Regions from separate parts of the Drosophila melanogaster genome. Here region 1 is linked to region 2. Evidence: chromatin contacts called from public Hi-C data. All regions are on one chromosome and are shown on one strand. Each heading gives the region's core, a stretch centred on a gene start, on an enhancer-like site or on the middle of the called end of the contact. The rest is flanking DNA. Distances are from core to core; before and after follow the strand shown. Region 1 holds the start of CG2278. Region 2 holds the start of UbcE2H (Ubiquitin conjugating enzyme E2H).

Region 1 (3,635 bases), core at 84-2,583, 76 kb before region 2:
AACTGGAGCGATGCTAAAGTCCCAGTTGTGCGCCGTGCTGCAGTGTTGCTGTTGGAGTTGGCCGCCAGATGAGAACCGCCTAATTAGCTCATTGTTTTATATTAAAACTGTAGACTAAGTCAGACGCAAAGGAAGAGCGAAGAGATGAAACAGCAGGCGAGGATTAGCCATAGCTAATGTGTGAAATTAGTAGGGCCCAGAGATACAGATACCTATCCGAATTCTTTCCGTCTAACGAAATCATAGAACTAAACAAAAAACCCCTCTGTCCGCGGTTGGCATTTCATAATAACCGAATTGTTCCTAACGAATGCAATATGTTGTGCGAAATTCACAAATCAAGTTAATCCCTAATTAGTCCAGTGATTTGTTTTGTTTTTTTTTTTGTGCCAGAGGAGTGGCTAGAAAATTGCAATGTGTAGCACAGAAGTGAGGACGAACTTTTGAGGATCAAACGGATAGATAGACTAACGCCGCTTGTACGTAGACAAACAGACACGGAGAGAAAAAACGTGTGCATGGGCCAATGGCAAAATATATTGAACTAAACCATATACATAAATGTGTAACAATTGGATTAACATTAAGCTATATTTATACCGATGCGTAAGTGCGTCCTTACACATTACACATTACACACATCTTAGTTGAACTAAGTTCTAGTTTTGTAGGAACTCGAACATTTTTTTGGAGTCCTTCCTCCTTTTTTTTCACCCCCTCAATCTTTGTAAGAGATATTTTCCAAAATTTCCATCGCTTGCGGCATTTCGTTTGGCTTAAGTACACTTAACGAAAAGTTGCGGTGCACATTAATTTTAATTTGATATTCGACTTTTTTGGTATTTTGAGCACAGTTTTATTTACATACATTTATTATGCAATCGGGTTTTCCATTTTATTTATTTATGATTTATTTCTACAAAAAAAAAAAAAAAAAAGCACAAGAATAATCGCGCAAAAGAAAGAAAGAAAAAAAAACCTGTGATCAAAAAACGATGATGAAACGAAAAGGAAATGATCATTTTTTTGTATTATTTTTATGAAAACTTTCAATTGTATATTTATACTTCATTTTACGATTTGTTCATTCTACGTTTAGTGCTCGATTCTATTTCAATGTACTTTGTATATTATTGTATTTTCCATGTTGGGGCCAAGCCAACCCCAAAAAAAAAAACAAACAAAAAAAAAAGAAGAACCAATACCCAGAAACAGAAATCCGACAATAAAACCAACTTAAGACAATCTGCCGACCAGTTTTGATTGCCTCGCAGCTAAAAAGCACAGAGAAAGTCCAATGATCCAAACTAACATTTAAATTACTTAAACTTATTTAAAGTGAAGCTATCTTTTAATGTCAATTTAACGTGAAAATGACTGAATGAAGAATGGATTTTCTCTGTGCATGAGCACAATCCACAATTTTGGACAGAGAGAGAGAGAGAGAGATTAACCTATTAATATAGGACGAACAGAGTCTCCTTGGTATGCGGTGGTTAAACTTTGGTGTTGCCTGCGGTTACTATCCAACTACTCTTGTACCCCCCGCCTCCGACTATCCGATTACCACCCGACTACCGACCATATCCCAGCCATCGTTCCCCCAAGCCAGTACCAACCATATGCCGTAACTCAATCATGTCTCATATCCGCCTTGGAATGCTGCCGATCGGACCGACCAGGCTACCAGGGCAATAGCAAGATGGATAACTGGCGTCCGGGTGCCACCAACATGCCGATTATGTCGCCATCGCCATATCTCCTCAGCCGCTTCACCAGCAACGTGCCACTGCCGACACTCTATGCCGGCGATTCGGCGCGCAAGCCGAAGCTTTCCGTGATCGAACTGTTGCTGTACAACATGGCATCCCTGCTGGCCGGAGTGGCGGCCGGATATGATGTTCGCATGTCGAACGTGTCGCCAGTGCATCCGACTTTGCTCAGCGAAGTGCCAGCTCTGAAGGCGGCACCAAAGGCAGCGATTACCGGAACGGAAGAGGTGGTGGAGGATTCACTGCCGGAACAGATCCTGGAACTGGAAGTAAATGTGCCACTGAAGCAGCAGGAGCTCAGGGAAAGCACGCCACGTAAGATAGTCACACAAGCAAGGTAAGTGCTAAATGAATCCGAAAGAGCGCGAATTCTTTATACACTATATACTCTATTCCTGCCCCCCAGATTTGGTGGCATTGAAGCTCCGGTCAGCAAATCGCAGCCCACATCTCTGGCCCGGCGCATCGGAGGCAGTCAGCCGTACTACACACCTGTGCAGCGGACACCACAGCATCAGTTGCACCATCACCACCAGCAGCAACAGCAACAGCAGCAGCACCATCATCATCATCCTCACCAGCCACAGCCAGTTCCATCGGCCGTGGTGACAACAGTAGCGCCATCACAGCCGCCAGCCGTGGTGAGTGCACTGTATGCCGGAACCCAGCCACCGACGCCATCGCCACGGCGTAAGCTGAGCAACAGCAGCTTTGGCAATGCCAATCCTCAAGCGGATGTCTTCGAGGAGTTTCGTGTGGGCGGTGGCATTGGTCCACCGCCACTTTATGCGCCAGCCGATTACCTGAGAAACGGACCCAGTTACTCCAACGATGGGGGAAACTACCGAAATGGTTACTTCGGTGAGTGGGCAAGCCATTAGACATTCGAGGAGAATCCTCCAATTTAAAATATACTAATTGCCCGTTGATAGGTTCCAATTACTTTCCATACCGGCCGGAGTTGAACTACAGCTACGAGCGTGACTGTAAATCGTATCCGGACTATTCCTACGACTATAACCATCGCCTGCCGGACTACTATGACTACCAGTATGAGGCGCCACCAGTGGTGCCGCTGCCCGTGACCGTTCCCTGTCCGGTGAGCCAGACCCGTACACCACCACCGCGGGTGCCACAGATGGGCGTAAGTGCGGCCGGACACCGACGCACTCCCTCAACCGTTTCGAACAATTCGAATGTACTGCTGGAGCACGAAGAGCTGCTGTGCTATGACTACAACAATCTCAATCTGAATGCGGAGTACGAGAGGGAATGCGAGCGGGAACGAGAGCTTGACCAGGTGCCGCCGCCGACAAAGCAGGAACTGTATGCAGGATCACCCAAGCTACTGAACCGCCTCATCCACAGTCCGTTGCCGATGACCAAGAGCAAATATGCCACGGCGGCGGTGACGCGACCAGCCAGTCTGCCCTTCGAGCAGCATGCGCTCTCGCTGGGCTATCAACAATCCGGAGCGGGTTCGGTGGTTGCTGCACTACCACCACCACTGGCCGGCCAGTCAAAGCTGCGCAGCTCGCTAAAGAAGTACAATAGTGGGAATGGTGGCAATGGGTCAACATCCTCGCAGCAGGGCACACCCACTAATCCCACGCCGCCGGACTCGTTGACCAGCGATGACAGCTCCTACTTGAGTGCCAAAGAGGGTTCCATTGGCTCCCAGCACAGTCGGGTGCGTTTCAGTCCGGAGGCCTATCTGGATGCCAATCCGCTGCCCGCCTTGGGACGTCGGATGACGGCACCGGCGATGCAGCTGCCACACCAACAGCAGCAGCAGCAACAACAACAACAGCAGAGACGCCAGCGACAGGCGTCCAGTGGCAGCACTCCGTCGCCATCGGCCTC
Region 2 (3,651 bases), core at 707-3,206:
GAGGAATATAATATTTATAGCCTAATTATACACCTATAATGAAAATATACATTCATGGCGAATGCGAATGAAACGTTAATTGCAATCTACAAGTAAACAATTGATATATTAACGATGTATGATCGCAGTATTTGCAGCTAGCAAAATCCAAATCGATTCGAATGTAACGAGCATATAATGTTAAATTTGTTTATATAATCTATGAGATGGAGAACTAAGCCGAACAGGAAATCATTGACAATTGTTAAAGCTCAAATACTTATTAATTGGAGGCTAAGGAGGCTGGAAATTGAAAATAATTAACTATGCAAGAGCATTGAAAGTTAGGACAACCATTTGCATTTCTCACTCACTAAAAGACACGAACACACTGTGGCACTTGCATTTTGAAGGTATACAGAATTCCGAATTATATTAAAACAAATTATTGCAGTACCAGTTTTATTTTTTTTTGTAATACTTGTTAATACCTTTTCTTTCTGAACTATAGGGTTTTAACCTCCAGCAAACCAGCCACATTTTCTCTATATATCTCTCACTATTTATCAAGAAAAAATAACAACACAAAATTCCCAGCGGATCCAACGAAAAGATCCATAATTTTAAATTTTAATTTTAAGGCAACTCTATTGTATTTGTTATGTTATTTAGTAGTTAGATTCGAAGAGGCCTAGGACCTCTCAATCTAGTTTCAAAGCAGGAATATTGTATTTATTTCTGATAGCACGATCCGCTGGGATAAGTTATATCTATCTCTATATAAACACATACAGCCAACAAGATAACAACATAAAGAGTTTTGGACAGATTTCAATGGCCTATCTTTGTTATTGTTACGTCACAGTTATAAATCTTAAAAGTTAAAACAACGAAGCTCAAATGAAAATTAACATTTTAGACCAGATTAGTAATGAAACAAAATTAGAGGGCGGAAACCACATATGATATATATTCTTCATTGGATTTGGTTACCTTAAACGTAGTATAGAAATCTTGATATCATTCCACTTTAAAAAAGCAATACCCTTTTAAGTTTTCACCCCCTTCAGTTAACGAAAAGTGGTTTAGAAAACACTGCCTATAGCTTAGGAAAAAATTGAAAATTCGCCTCAGCCTGAATTGAAGTAAAAGTTAACGTAATTATAAAATTCAACATTTTGCCATAAATTTCTATTGTGGTTTCCCCCCTTAAAACCATTGCGATCCAATTTGATTTAAGTTTTAGAGATTCCCATTGTTATATTGTTTAAGAAACCAATTTTAATCAAAACGCATGAGCATAATATTAAAAGATCTATTTAAAAACCCCTGTATGGATCTAATTTTTAAATTAATATTAAAATTGAGACAAGCTGCGCTGATTCATGAACGAATTTAATTTGCCAAGTTTCATAACGAATAGGAGTATTTACAAACAGTTAAAAACTAAACTAAATCAGAAACTAAAACCAATATTAGCCACGAATTGTACCTTTCGATTTTGAATTTAAATAACACTCTCGGTATTTGCAAGAAAAATAAAAGAAATAAATAAAAACAATAAGGCAAAGAGTAAACGAAGCTGCAATAAAAACAATTGATGTTTAAAAGTACTACGTTAACAAAAACAAACACGTTTTACGTCAAGCAAATAGAGCTAATTTAAAAGATTGTTATCCTCTCATTTTTTAACACGAAATAGAGATCCTAAATACAGAAAACCAAACAAATTACAAGTTTTAATAAACGCATTCAAAATGTAACGGAACGAAATTACAATTGTAAGAGATGAAAATAATAAATGCAAAAATTCAAGTATACATTCAACGAGTTTAAATTTCAAATTCTGAAAGCTGATTTTTTTTGAAAATTGTACGCAGAATAATTTAGGTTTGAAACTCGACTTGTGGCCATTGAAGCTTTGAACCACTTTTGTTCAGTGGTATATTTTGAGAATCTTGCGGTATATTTTAACGGTCATCAATGGTCACACTCTGCAGGCGCTGGTCACACTACAAATTTTCCAAGTCTTTCATATTCCGGAAAACAAAACAAAATTAATTAAGTAATTAGACACGAAGTATCTAGGAAAATGCACAGGGAATCACGGTGATTAAACGGAAATGTGGAGAAGTATCGAAGCGTAAGAATCGACGGCGACCGTCAGTCCACAATAACACCACCCACGAGCAACAATAACAACAATACAACTAAAACGGGAGGCAACTGCAAATATACACACACCGAGAGAAATCAAAATAAAAAGGTACAGAATATGTGTGTGTATGCATAATTGTTTGATGAAAAATAGAATTACTTTATATTTAAAATATATCCCGGATATTTGCGAGTGTGTGTGTGTGTGGGAGAGTGCGACAACAACATCATCAGCCATAGACGAACAACAACAACAATAGCAGTTTGACCCCCGCACAGCTGTGAATGTTTTCCATCTCTCTTTGGCGCCCGCAATCCCCATCGCCCTCTCTCTCTAATTTCGCATTCTGCTGCCTTGAATTCAAAATCAAACTTCCAATCGCCACATACATATTTACCTCTGTTTCCAGCAATTCGCCGTTAGTCGGGAGCCCTAAGCTGAGAACGTGCATTTGTACATATACATATACATGTGGATCTCTATAACTTCCCCCGTTAGCTTAGTTGCAATATTTTCTTTGTTGTGCTATTGCCATCCCTTTTGCACACCACCCTACCCCACCTACCCGAAAACTACGCACTTTGCTTTTGGCCTGCTTATTGCGTTGTGTTTTCGATTCTCCCCCTGTTTTGCGTTTCAAAAGTCTTATCAGCACGAACAATTAAATGTGCGCTTTAAAGCTGAGTAATAAATTGAATGCTTTTACATCAACAACAATTTGCTACCATTTTCTGCCCCTCCCCCACACAAGCGTACACACACACACATGTGCAGTCAATGACCCATTATGCATGTGTGGGGGGAGGTTGCAAAAACACGAAAAACGAAATCCACTAAGACGTCTTCCTAATTTTTGACTTTGATTTTGAGTTTGCTTTCGAACCTTTCGCTTAACCGTTGCATTTGACCTCGTTAAATCTCCTCCTTCATTTGCTTTTGGCATGTGTATTTGTATATATTTTGTTGCTAGGCTCCACACGCACACACTAAGGCAGTGACATGTGTGCAATTTTGAAGGGCATCGCCACTTCGGCTTTTTAGCCTCTCCCGTCTCTCTACCCTTTCAGCCCACTCCCCCTCCTATTACCATTTCCCGTTTCATTTCTTTCTCTAGCTTCTTGTTTTTCTGGCTTTGCTTTGCCTTTGCTGCATTTCACAGCTGTCGCTGTCCTTGATTATAGCTTTTCTTTGCTTTGCTTTGCTTTACTTTAGGGGCTCTCTTCGTCCAATTTGTTGTTGCTCATCGCTTTGTTATTATGATTTTCCTTTGAAGGGGGTCCATTACACTAAGAAAAAAGAGCCACATAAGAAGTTAAAAATTTAACGTAAAGAAGCTAACAAATTTATTCCATTTACCATCTGGTTTTGCCTTGAAGTATGCAATATATTCGGCAGACTACATTTTGTTTCTATTTCACCGTTTTCAATATGTTTATATGAGGAATTTGGTAACTATTTTATTACTTTTTTATAATTATATTGCCTTTATTTAAGTACTCATTAAGTGTTTGGAG

The links. A called contact is a pair of places that touch in the nucleus more often than the background predicts.
Region 1: a contact with region 2 is called in a Hi-C map of the Kc167 cell line, with 1.8 times the contacts expected there. The contact joins the promoter of CG2278 here to the promoter of UbcE2H in region 2. A contact is called at or near these places in 4 of 107 Hi-C or Micro-C datasets (the D17-c3 cell line, the Kc167 cell line, cellular blastoderm embryo and 1 more).

The regions. Positions count from the first base shown.
Region 1 is chrX:8,167,964-8,171,598 of dm6, reverse strand. CG2278 reads left to right here and starts at 1,333. Exons shown (of 3, transcript NM_001298080.1): 1 at 1,333-2,109; 2 at 2,179-2,633; 3 at 2,705-3,635. The coding sequence starts at 1,703. slpr (slipper) reads left to right here. Exons shown (of 8, transcript NM_001201630.2): 8 at 1-1,370. The coding sequence ends at 17.
Region 2 is chrX:8,092,369-8,096,019 of dm6, reverse strand. UbcE2H (Ubiquitin conjugating enzyme E2H) reads left to right here and starts at 1,956. Exons shown (of 2, transcript NM_167145.2): 1 at 1,956-2,245. It overlaps CG2258, which reads left to right. Exons shown (of 9, transcript NM_001298071.1): 9 at 1-1,770.